Regions from separate parts of the Mus musculus genome. Here regions 2, 3 and 4 are each linked to region 1. A link is a contact called in public Hi-C, HiChIP or PLAC-seq and Micro-C data. All regions are on one chromosome and are shown on one strand. Each heading gives the region's core, a stretch centred on a gene start, on an enhancer-like site or on the middle of the called end of the contact. The rest is flanking DNA. Distances are from core to core; before and after follow the strand shown.

Region 1 (2,700 bases), core at 30-2,529:
GAAGAGGAGGACGTGATGGTGGTCCCATCAATCTGTTTCTTTCTAGTCAGGGTCTTAAAGCCCAGTCTGGTTTCAAACTCCTTATACCCCAAGATAACCCTGAACCCTCTCATCCTCCTGCCTCCATTTCCCAGTGCTGACACAGTTGAGCATCACCATCCTGGCTTTTGCATCTTGCTGGGGATGGAGCATGAGAGTGTCTCACATGCCAAACATGGACTCTGCCAACTGAGCTACATTCTCAGGCTCCATTCGTCTTTAATTAACACTAATTCAGCCACTGAGTCCTTGGCCAAGTTCAATACATGGCCTCAAACACACTTGCGCTTCAACGCTCACGGCAGCCCTCCAGGTTAGGAGGTACAGGTCCGTGGCGCCCTGGGTTCCATCCATTTCCAGTGTAGGGGTGTGGGGAGGGGAGGAAAGAAAGAGGCAGAGACAAGAATGCTAGAAAGATAGCAGCTTGCGGGTCAAGCTGTTCCACCGTCCCTTCCAGCTACCATCCTAATTAGCGAAGCCTCTTCAGGTCTATCCCCAGCCAGGGGTGTGACCCAGAGTTCCAACCTACGTCCTCCTATCTGTTCCTCTTTTTCAGAGACATTAATCATTCCTCTAACACACTGCTTTTTTGGGCCAGTCCAGTCGCCCTTGGTCACCTTCCCATCCCGTAACACTAGCCCCCGGGGCGGTGGGGGTTGTTAGGGCCATTCTGTACCCCTACCACCTGTGGGTGGACCCCCTACCGCCACACCCACTTGGCTGTTACAGGAGACTTAGCCCCATCTAAGCTACCCCACCGCTCTCCCTCCCTCCCCCCGCACTCGCAGATCCCAGGCCCAAGCATCCCCCGCCTCCCTCCATCCCCACCAACAAGTGCTGGTTGCCAATCATGCATGGCGCTTACCTCCCTGCGCAGAGTCCCAGAACCAAACGCTCCCCAAAACCCAGAACAACACTGGCACGGTCCACATCTTGATCTCGTTGGAGCCTCAGCAGCTAGTGGGTTTTTTTGTGGGTTGTGAAAAGATGAAAAACAAAACAAAACAAAACAAAAAACTTCGAAGCCACAGGCCCAGCCGGGAAGAGCTCGGGAGGAGGTTGGAAGGCGCTGAGCAAAAGTCTCAGCGCCAGAGAGTGCCCGGGCTTTCTGGACTCGCAGAGGCAGCAAGCACAGCAAACTTGGCAGCTGGCAACCTCTCGGCACAGTCGGCATTTATGTCTCCGGTCCCGGGGCGGGAGCGGGTGGGCGTCAGGTGGTCCCGGAGATCTAGGACCGCCCCCGAACTCTGTTTGGCCAGCATCACAAGATGACCTCAGGCCAGGTTTAAAGTTACAGGGCCTCAGCCACTGGGGCCCAGCCCAGAGGGGAAAAAAAAAAAAAGCTTTTGACTTTGTTCCACTACAGGAGAAAAGGGGGCCACGTGCAGTAAACAGTTCTGATTTACAATTTTTATTTATTTTTCTACTATATTTACTATTATGTTTTGGAGGGCAAAGCCCACAACTTAGGTTTCCTTGATAGTGGGCAGAAGAGAGACGCACACAGTGGCGTATGCGGCTGGTTTTATGGTTTTTAGACCGATGCACTGGATTTTTTTCTTCAGATGGTTTGGGGAAAACGGCCGTTGTTTGGGTGAGTCTGAGGCGGCTCTTGTTTATTGAACCTTCATGCAAGGCACGTGGATGGATGGATGGATGGATGGATGGATGGATGGATGGATGGATGGATGGATGGATGGACGGACGGACGGAAGGACGCGTCTGTCCTCCCACAACTAGCCTTCAGTGCAGTACTTGGCCCGGTGAGGTACTTGTCTGGGTGGGGTGCTTGACCTTGAAGGGTGCTTGGCCCTAGTGAGTTATACAGAAGGCAGAGCACGTACCACCACCCCCTGATACCGGGACTTTGTGGCTTCACCTGGATACCAGGAGCAGCTGTGTCATCTGACTATCGGCCACTCACCTGGAACTAATAAGAGTTCAGCTCATCTATTAATCCTAGGGTTTAACTGGTAATCCCCTGTCTCTTGATTTAAACAATCCTTCCTTGCTCTCAGGGAGTGGGTATCGGCAAGAGAAATGTTCATTATTCCCTTCTAACCTGTTGGAATCTAAGAACAGGGTCGGGGGTGGTCTTGGCTTCACTCCCAGATGCCATAAATTCCTTTCAACAAAAGCATCTGAGGATGGGCCCCCCAGAGGTGGCTCGGCCACCAAGCCGAGTGACTTAAGTTTTAGGCTCTGAACCCACAATGGTGAAAGGAGAGTCCCGATTGATTCCTGTATGTTGCCCTCTGACCAGACAGCGAGCACACACACACACACACACACACACACACACACACATACACACACACACTCGCGCATGCACACGGTAAAAATAAGTTACAGAGAACTTAACAATGAACGGTCCCTACGTGTCCCAATGAAGGTGACAATGAGCTGTTTTCATCCTTTTATCTTTGACCTCAGTTTCAAACAGACTTCATCTCAAGAATTTCAAAAGTAGACTGATTTTTAAAAATTATTTATTGTGTGTGCGCATGCACTCACGCATGCATGCATGTGTGCAAAGGTGTGGGCACCCATGATATGGTATGTGTGTGATATCAGAGGGTAGCTTTGTGGAGCCAGCTCGCTCCTACATTCATTCACATGGGTACTAAAGACCAAACTCGGGTTGCTAGCTTGCCAGGCAGG
Region 2 (2,700 bases), core at 151-2,650, 50 kb after region 1:
GCCAGACCCCTTGACAGGAAGACACCTGAACACATTTAAACCTACAGCTCTGCCAGCCCAGAACAGAACCTGAGGCTGAAAGAGAGCAAGAATATTCTTTTCAGGATGCTTTTGCAGAGTTTAGAGTGGTGGCACATGCTCTTTCTGGCTGCCTTCTTGCATCCTTAACAACATCAATGTAGCTAAGGTACTTTCACCCACCCTAGTCCTTTCTTACCCTATACTGCCTCTTCAAAAGGCAGAGCCCCGGAAACTGGGAATTGCAAGACATTCTGTTGACCTGGTGAGAATCGGAACACAAGACAGGGGCTGTAGGTCTAGCTTGGTGGCCAGGGTGTGTGCAAGGGAAGAGCGATTGAGGGGGCCCAACACCCAGCCCCTCCTGGAACTCATGCAAGTTCTTGGGCCTTTGGCTCTGTCCCAAAGGCTCAACTGCCTGATCCCTGGCTCAGAGGCACCAACTGGCTTCCAAACTGGAAAAAGAGGTCATCCAACTCCCTTCCAAACTGGGAAAAAAAATACCCAGACTTAGCTCTGAGGCTTCGGAATAGCTGGCTCCACCAATCCCCAGCAGTGCCAGGGGATGGGGCAGGGTCAATGGGGGCCAGTAACTGACAGCTGTTCCGTGGGTTATTTTGGGCCAGGGGCTGAGCTTCTCGGTTCCAGGGTGTTAGGATTAAAATAGCCACCTGCAGGGCGATTTGCCTGTAGCAGTGTAGGGGCTTTTCCAAAAAGCAAACATTCAAAGCCCGGCAGAGGAGTAGAATACGGGGTTGGTTTGAGGAATGGCAGGGAAGGAATTCTATCACTGTCTAAGACCAACCTCACCTCTGAGGAGCTGGGCTCTAAGCGTTGGCATCTCTCTGACCAGATCACTTTCCTGGGCCATCAAAATGAAGGGTTGATGGGGAAAGAAGGGTTGGTAACTCCTAAACACAGCTTCTGGCCTTCTTCAGTCCTCAAAGGGAGCGGTGAGATGTCCCCACCCTTGCCTTTTCACAGATGGTTCCACAGGAGTTCAGGGGGCGCTTGGAGGCTCTGGTTGCAGGTCACCAAACTGCCCCAGTACCTCTTGCTTTGGCCTTGCTCAGAGCTACAGAAGATTCGTGTTGGGAGGATAATCAGTTCTATCTCCAAGCTCAGGACCAGCATGGAAAACGCTGACTGGCCCTGGCTATCCTTCCAGTCACAGCGGGACCTTGGCAGCCACCCGCCTAGCTCACACCCTCCTCCTGCAGGAGGTGGGGCAAAAGCAGGTGGGAGGAGGGGGTCGAAGGGGAAGCCCAACCATCCTGGAGCCTAGCCAAAGCTCAACTTCGCAGCCCCAGGCGGGGACTTGACAGCCTGCGGGCTTTGTTCAGGACTTCGAGTTAGAGTGACCTGGGACCCTTTGGCAGAGATGAGGGTGGCGCTCTGGGCGCATGCCCCAGACACGCCCCATGGAAATCGCTCCAGGGATCCGTCACTGAACTTAGTCTTGAGCACCGCTGGCCAGGTCTGTGCGACAGGTCCCACTTCCCCGCCCGAGTGGGGTCGCTCTGGGCTCCCTCCACGATCTCCACCTGTGCTTTTGAATGTTCCAGAGGGTCAGTTTCCTGTGCGGGTAAATTCTGCGCCCAGCACCTCTCATCTTCCTCCTCCCTCCCCGCCTCCCGGACACCCCGGGTCGCTCTGTCCCCGCCGCACTCTCATCGCCCCCGCGCGCCCCGGCGCAGCCTCCCCGCCCTGCGCCGCTGCCCTGGGGCTCTCGGCGCCCCGGAGCCAGGGCCCCGCTGCGTCCTCCTTGCTGCGAGCTGAGTCCTCCGGAGTCCCCCGGGCCATGAGTCTCTGCGTTGCCCCCCGCCACCCCACGGGCGCTGCTGCGGCGCTGGGGCTCGGTAGCCTCTTGGTGCTGCTCGGGCCGGGACGCGCGTGCCCCGCGGGCTGTGCTTGCACCGACCCCCATACCGTGGACTGTCGCGATCGCGGGCTGCCCAGCGTGCCCGATCCCTTCCCCCTGGACGTGCGCAAGCTGCTAGTGGCCGGCAACCGCATCCAGCAGATCCCCGAGGACTTCTTCATCTTCCATGGAGATCTGGTGTATCTGGATTTCAGGAACAACTCGCTGCGCTCGCTGGAGGAGGGCACGTTCAGCGGCTCGGGCAAGCTGGCCTTTCTGGACCTGAGCTACAACAACCTCACCCAGCTGGGGGCCGGCGCCTTCCGCTCGGCGGGGAGGCTGGTCAAGCTGAGCCTGGCCAACAACCATCTGGCCGGTGTACATGAGGCTGCCTTCGAGAGCCTGGAGTCCTTGCAGGTGCTGGAACTCAACGACAACAACCTGCGCAGCCTCAACGTGGCGGCTTTGGATGCGCTGCCGGCACTGCGCACTGTGCGCCTGGACGGGAACCCCTGGCTGTGTGACTGTGACTTCGCTCACCTCTTCTCCTGGATTCAGGAGAACACATCCAAATTGCCCAAAGGTGAGCCAGAGGGTGGCTGGAAGCCAAGGCTGGGTCTGGTAGGGAACGCTGGAGGAATCCAGCACGGTCAGGATGTGTGAGGCCTCGTTTTGGGGCTCACCAGAAAGTCCCCTGAACGAGGACCCCTGTGGTGTAACTCCATAAGACCAGCTGTCTGAAAGTCTGAGATGTGTTGGCAACGAGTGTTAAAAGAACACACCCGGAACTCTCTCAAGTTTCTCTTTCTTCACTTATTACC
Region 3 (2,700 bases), core at 13-2,512, 44 kb before region 1:
GGCTCAGTGGTTAAGAGCACTGACTGCTCTTTCAAAGATCCTCTGAGTTCAATTCCCAGCAACCACAACCATCTGTAATGAGATCTGATGCCCTCTCTTGGTATGTCTAAAGACAGCTACAGTGTGCTTATAATAAATAAATAAATAAATAAATAAATAAATAAATAAATAAATAAATAAATAAATCTTTTTAAAAAAGAAAGAAATGCTATAGATGATATACATTTGACACAAATCATGTGAGCAGAGAGTAGCTGGCAGGGAAGTGGCTCAGAAGTGGGAGCAGTGATCTCCTGAGTGCCCACAGCTGGGTGTTTGCCTCATTTGGGAATGGTCTGATGGGAGGTTTTTTTTTTAATTGTGTAACCAATCAGCTGGCTAGGTATTTGTAATTGGTTGAGCTCCCACCCCTGCTAAGTCAGTTACTAAAAACTGTGTTCTGGAGTGACAGGAGAGAGCTGGGTCTTAAAACCACCCCAGGCTGACCTTCCTTCCTTCCTTTCTTTCTTCCTTCCTTCCTTCCTTCCTTCCTTCCTTCCTTCCTTCCTTCCTTTCTTTCTTTTTTTGTTTTCGAGACAGGGTTTCTCTGTGAATCCCTGGCTGTCCTGGAACTCACTCTGTAGACCAGGCTGGCCTCGAACTCAGAAATCCACCTGCCTCTGCCTCCCGAGTGCTGGCATTAAAGGCGTGCGCCACCATGCCCTGCCAGGCTGACCTTTCTGTGTGGAGCTAATGGGAGCGTTAGCCAATGTATTTCCATAGGAAAAAACTTCTACCCACAAGATGTTTGTAGAGTGTAGCATAGAGAAGGAGAAACAAACCAGGCATGATTTGTCCCTCAGAACAAAACAAAACCAAAAAAAAAAAAAAAAAAAAGGAAAAATAGAAGGAGAAAGAAAGGACACAGATGCCCACACTCAAGTGCGGAAACACTTTTCATACTTTCAAAAGCAAACAAGAAGTACAGGCCAGACGAAGGGCCAGGAGAGGGAAATGAAATCTTTTGGAATGTATCTCGCTGTGAAGCTCTGACTTTGGAATTGCCTAAATATTTTATACATTCAAAAAATTTCGAAGTAAGTTAAAAGGCTGAGAAGGAAGCACTGCCTAAAATCCGAAAAGAAGTAAAAAACCAGTACTAAATTATGTATCAAATTGACGCTGTACTCTTAAGATAAAAGACTTATTTCAAGTGACTGGTCCAGCCTTCAGTGTGGAATGCGTTACAGGCCAAAAGAGAGCCACAAAGAAAGCAGAAGCCTCCACCAGCCACTGTTTTATGAGCATCAAGATTGATGTTTGCGGTCACTGTGCACACACAGCAGCCCCGTAAATTATTGCAGCAATTAAAATTATAGTTAGAAATCAAGACTTTCGTGTCACACACACACAAAGACATTCTGACTTAATGCTGAAGCGACATAGTCAGGCCTCAGGTCAGATGCTCAATTCGAAGAGGAAATGTTATCTCGAAGTTTTGAGGCCTTTCATCTATTGAAAACAATGTGATTTCTAAGTCAGTCTACGGCAGAAAGGAGGACACAGCAACAATGAACATAACCTTGGCCGAGCAGACCAGAGCACCGAGAGACATGCTGAAGGCTAAACTGGAGACGGGGTGCTTTGAGTTTTTCCCAGGTTGCTTGTTATATCAAAAAGCCAGGATGTTGAAGCTAAAAGATGGTTCAGTGGTTAAGAGAACTTGGGGCTCTACCTCAGGACCCAGCTTATGTCTGGCTGTAGCTCCAGTTCTGGGAGGCCCCTTTCTGGCCTCGCTGGGTGCTGTGTACATGTGATGCACTTACATAGAAACTGGCAGTCACAAACACACATAAAATAAAAGTAAATAAGATTTTATTCTTAAATCAGGATAAACCCAAAAGACAAAAGAGGTAATATCAGAAACTCAGCCTGCAGGGCTCCCTTGGTTCAAAAAAATTAGCCTGAGCATCCAAAATGACTAACACTGTTCAGGGTCGTACATACTTGTAACAGCAGCATTCCAGTGGTGGAGACAGGAGAGTCAGAAGTCCAGGACTGTAACTTCTTAAGCTATAGAGCAAGTTCAAGGTCAGACTTAGGTTACACATGATCCCCCATCTCTCTCAAAAAAAAATGTGGAGGGGCCTGGAGAGATGGCTTGATGGTTAAGACCACGTGTTCTTGCAGAAGACTCAGGTTTCATTCCCAGTACCCACATGGGGTCTCACATCTGTCTATAATTCCCAGAATCTTATGTCCTCTCTGTCCTCCATGGGCACTGCATGTATGTGACACACTCACTCACATGCAGGCAAACACTCATACCCATACAATTTTTAAAAGTTACAGATGATCCCAGTACTCGGGAGGCAGAGGCAGGCGGATTTCTGAGTTCAAGGCCAGCCTGTCTACAAAGTGAGTTCCAGGACAGCCAGGGCTATACAGAGAAATCCTGTCTCAAAAAAACAAAACAAAACAAAAAAAAAGTTAAAGATGACTATGGTTGATGAATACATATGTAAATTTCAGTGGATTTATAATAATCAAGGTGAGATGGGAAGACATAGAAAGAAAAGAAAAAATGAAGGGAAAAAGAAAAACAGCAACTCAGAAGAAAAAAAAAAGTATTAATCATGTCACCCGAGGGTAGCCAGAACATCAAATCCTGACTTGATAATTAAAGGGAATAAATGAAAGAAGACCCCTCCTGTTCCATGG
Region 4 (2,700 bases), core at 23-2,522, 61 kb before region 1:
AGAGTCATTATCCTGACAGCTCGGCCTATCTCTCAGACTATGGATGTCAAGAAGGCAGAAACTGGGAGTCAACTCCACGTCACAGGGAACGTTATTGTAGAGGTTTTTCTTCAAAGGGGGGTGGGTGGAGATAAGGATAAATAAAATTCATTTTCTTAGACTATGTAGGGGTAAGAAAATCAGAAAAGAATCTAAATTTAACTGAATTAAAGACTTATTTCCAAACTGGGTGGTGGTGGTGCACACCTTTAATCCCAGCATTTGGGAGGCAGAGGCAGGCGGATCTCTGAGTTCGAGGCCAGCCTGGTCTACAGAGTGAGTTCCAGGACAAAAACCCTGTCCAAAAAAAAAAAAAAAAGAGAAAGAGAAAAAGAAAAAAGAAAACAGATTTTTTTTCATACAATATATTCTGATTATGGTTTCCCTTCCCTCTACCCCCCCCACCAGTCCCTCCCCATCTGGATCTACCTTCCCCCTTCATTGGAAGACAAACTGGCATCTAAGGAATAATAACAAAATAATATTCAGATAAGAATAGGGCAAAGGAAACACACAGAAGGAAAAGAACCCAAGGGAAGCCACAAGAAACAGATCTAGACGACACAGTGACACACTTGTTTGCACATTCAGGAATCCAATAAAAACCCAAAGATGGAAGTCGTTTTATATATATATATATAATATTTTACATATTATATATATGTAAAAGCTGTAGGGTAAAAATAAATAAAAGTAAAATTAAAAAAAAATACAGAGTCCTAATGTGACATTATGAGACAAGTCACCTCCAAAAAAACATTGAGTTCTTTGTTGGCCACTGAAAGGAGACTTCCTTACAGATAATATTGTTTGATTTGCAAGTGATTAGCACGTGGAGATAGTTTCTGCATGAGTAATGGGGGAAGTTTCAGGTAGCTATTCTGGAATTTATTGTGTAAATCCTGCCGGCCTCAAAAATCACAGACACGCCTGCCTCTGCCTCGCAAGCAATGGAATGTAAAATGGTGGCCCCACGCCCTGCTAAATGCTTTCTTTTATAAGTCGCCGCCGCGGGGGTCGGGGATCGCGGTGTTTTTGTCAGAGCTGTAAAAAGGTAACTAAAGCTGGTGGCTTGGAATCCTGAACATGTCTTAGCTGTCACTTCCTCCACCTCCCCATTAAGGATGCACACCAAAATCTCCTTTACTTACGCAGCATTGGCTCCAATCTATTTTCCCTTACTGCTCAGCTGCAGATAGACCTTTGAAACCTGCGGAAAGTTCCAGACTTTCCAGTTATGACACGGTTTTGTGACCTCAGGCTACTTTATCGGTTTTCTCACTTCACAAGGTCACTGGACGGCCAGTGTCAGCATTATCTTGTTTTGTTTTCGAATTTAGCAGCAGAAATAACATTCATTTAATCGCCTTTTCCCTCTTCCTCCTTTCATCCTCTTTCTAAACATAAACATTGACAGCTTTTTAAATTTCCTGCTATTCTGAACTATTTTGTTCCTTTCTAATAGCAATGCCGTTTATGTAGACCATGGCGCCGCCTCGTGGCCAAGTGGGACAATTACATTTAATTTTTGGTTTTGTGGGTTTTTTGGAGGGGGTTGATTTGGTTTTGTTTAAGATGCTGAGGTGTGTTAGAGTTAAGATGACAGGAGATAGAATACGGAGGTTGCCTTTTAAAGAGGTAAAATCTCTTGTCTGACTGTCTGTAAGAGCTGAAAAAATTTCTGGGACACCCGCCTATCAGTGCTAAAGTCAGCCGAGTCCAGGACAGTTGGGGGTGAGCTGGTTCCTCTGGGCTTTTTTTACCCTGCCATGCTGCTTTGTACAGAGTGAAGTTTGGGGCCCATGCTTTAGATACAAGAAAGGATTATGAAAGGGCTGAAAGATGGTGCAATTTCCTGACAGGATTTGGCATGGGCTTGGGGGAGCGGGGGAGAGGTGGGGCTTGGGGGAGCCACAGATGGAAGACCTGAGGTGGTGCAGGGAGAGCCAGGCGGAGAACCCTTTAGGCTGAAGAGAGAGGACTATAAAGGATGTACACCAATCTTGAAGGTTGTACAGCTTGAGGGTGGGTTTTATCAAACGATTTTTCAGGGCTAGAGAAATGGCAGAGGCCCCAAGTTCAGCTTCCAGCACCCGACCTGGGTTGTTCACAGTTGCCTGTAACTCCTGCACTGTAAGGGTCCGAAAAGCGCTGAAGGAAGACCCCAGACTCAGTGCACAAAGACAGAGAGGGTTGATTCTATAGAAACGACCAGCAGGTGCGGGTCAACCATTCTCCAAAATGGCGACCTCAGACAAAGGCCCAAAGGCCTTCTTGTAGGGAAGCAGGGAAACTCTCTAGAAGGAGTAGGTAATCTGGAATGGGATTGGTAGGAGCCAAACAGTGACATTAGTAGAACTTTGATTGGCTACTATGTTAGTTAGTTCTGCTATATTTAGAGAGTGGGTTAGGTAATCTAAAATTTCATTGGTGGGTGCTGGGGAGGTCACAGGGGTCGGCTTCTGATTGGCTTGTGCCAGGAAGTCAGTGGTCCACAATCCTGCGTTATGAATGTTTAACTACAGGATGAGATAGGGCTGCCCAGCACACATTACCCACACTGGGGTAAGATATTTCCCCATTTTTGTGGTTATCCCCAGGCTATTCTTTGAGCGGGGGTGGGGGTGGGGTGGTGGAGGCAGCGGTGTTTATGATCTTGTC

What was found. A called contact is a pair of places that touch in the nucleus more often than the background predicts. HiChIP or PLAC-seq counts read pairs in DNA pulled down with a chosen protein or histone mark.
Region 2: an H3K4me3 HiChIP or PLAC-seq map of embryonic stem cells shows a contact between it and region 1, with 36 read pairs. The contact joins the promoter of Lrrc38 here to the promoter of Pdpn in region 1. A contact is called at or near these places in 2 of 39 promoter capture datasets (cranial neural crest and hippocampal neurons), 2 of 484 Hi-C or Micro-C datasets (embryonic stem cells and nephron progenitors), 3 of 115 datasets of contacts at active chromatin or transcription factors (embryonic stem cells and extraembryonic endoderm stem cells) and 4 of 9 other capture datasets (adipose tissue, embryonic stem cells, liver and 1 more).
Region 3: a Hi-C map of nephron progenitors shows a contact between it and region 1, with 2.7 times the contacts expected there. The contact joins the enhancer-like site here to the promoter of Pdpn in region 1. A contact is called at or near these places in 2 of 39 promoter capture datasets (macrophages and pre-B cells), 26 of 484 Hi-C or Micro-C datasets (Th1 cells, bone marrow-derived dendritic cells, cerebral cortex and 14 more), 10 of 115 datasets of contacts at active chromatin or transcription factors (bone marrow-derived dendritic cells, embryonic fibroblasts, embryonic stem cells and 2 more) and 4 of 9 other capture datasets (adipose tissue, embryonic stem cells, macrophages and 1 more).
Region 4: a contact with region 1 is called in a Micro-C map of embryonic stem cells, with 2.3 times the contacts expected there. The contact joins the enhancer-like site here to the promoter of Pdpn in region 1. A contact is called at or near these places in 4 of 39 promoter capture datasets (embryonic stem cells, macrophages and stem cell-derived epiblast-like cells), 12 of 484 Hi-C or Micro-C datasets (the BV-2 cell line, bone marrow-derived dendritic cells, bone marrow-derived macrophages and 4 more), 4 of 115 datasets of contacts at active chromatin or transcription factors (embryonic stem cells and extraembryonic endoderm stem cells) and 3 of 9 other capture datasets (adipose tissue, macrophages and pancreatic islet).

The regions. Positions count from the first base shown.
Region 1 is chr4:143,298,285-143,300,984 of GRCm38.p6, forward strand. It overlaps Pdpn (podoplanin), which reads right to left and starts at 1,280. Exons shown (of 6, transcript NM_010329.3): 1 at 905-1,280. The coding sequence starts at 971.
Region 2 is chr4:143,348,350-143,351,049 of GRCm38.p6, forward strand. It overlaps Lrrc38 (leucine rich repeat containing 38), which reads left to right and starts at 1,401. Exons shown (of 2, transcript NM_001162983.1): 1 at 1,401-2,462. The coding sequence starts at 1,820.
Region 3 is chr4:143,254,504-143,257,203 of GRCm38.p6, forward strand. No RefSeq gene overlaps it. Among named protein-coding and RNA genes, the nearest start is that of Gm52493, 37 kb to the left of the region's middle. Within about 2 kb of position 1,263, at least 2 of the 459 cell types and tissues checked have an H3K27ac peak or open chromatin away from gene starts, as enhancers often do. A contact at or near this core is called in nephron progenitors, where this site is marked.
Region 4 is chr4:143,237,434-143,240,133 of GRCm38.p6, forward strand. No RefSeq gene overlaps it. Among named protein-coding and RNA genes, the nearest start is that of Gm52493, 19 kb to the left of the region's middle. Within about 2 kb of position 1,273, at least 62 of the 459 cell types and tissues checked have an H3K27ac peak or open chromatin away from gene starts, as enhancers often do. A contact at or near this core is called in the BV-2 cell line, bone marrow-derived macrophages, embryonic stem cells and 2 more, where this site is marked.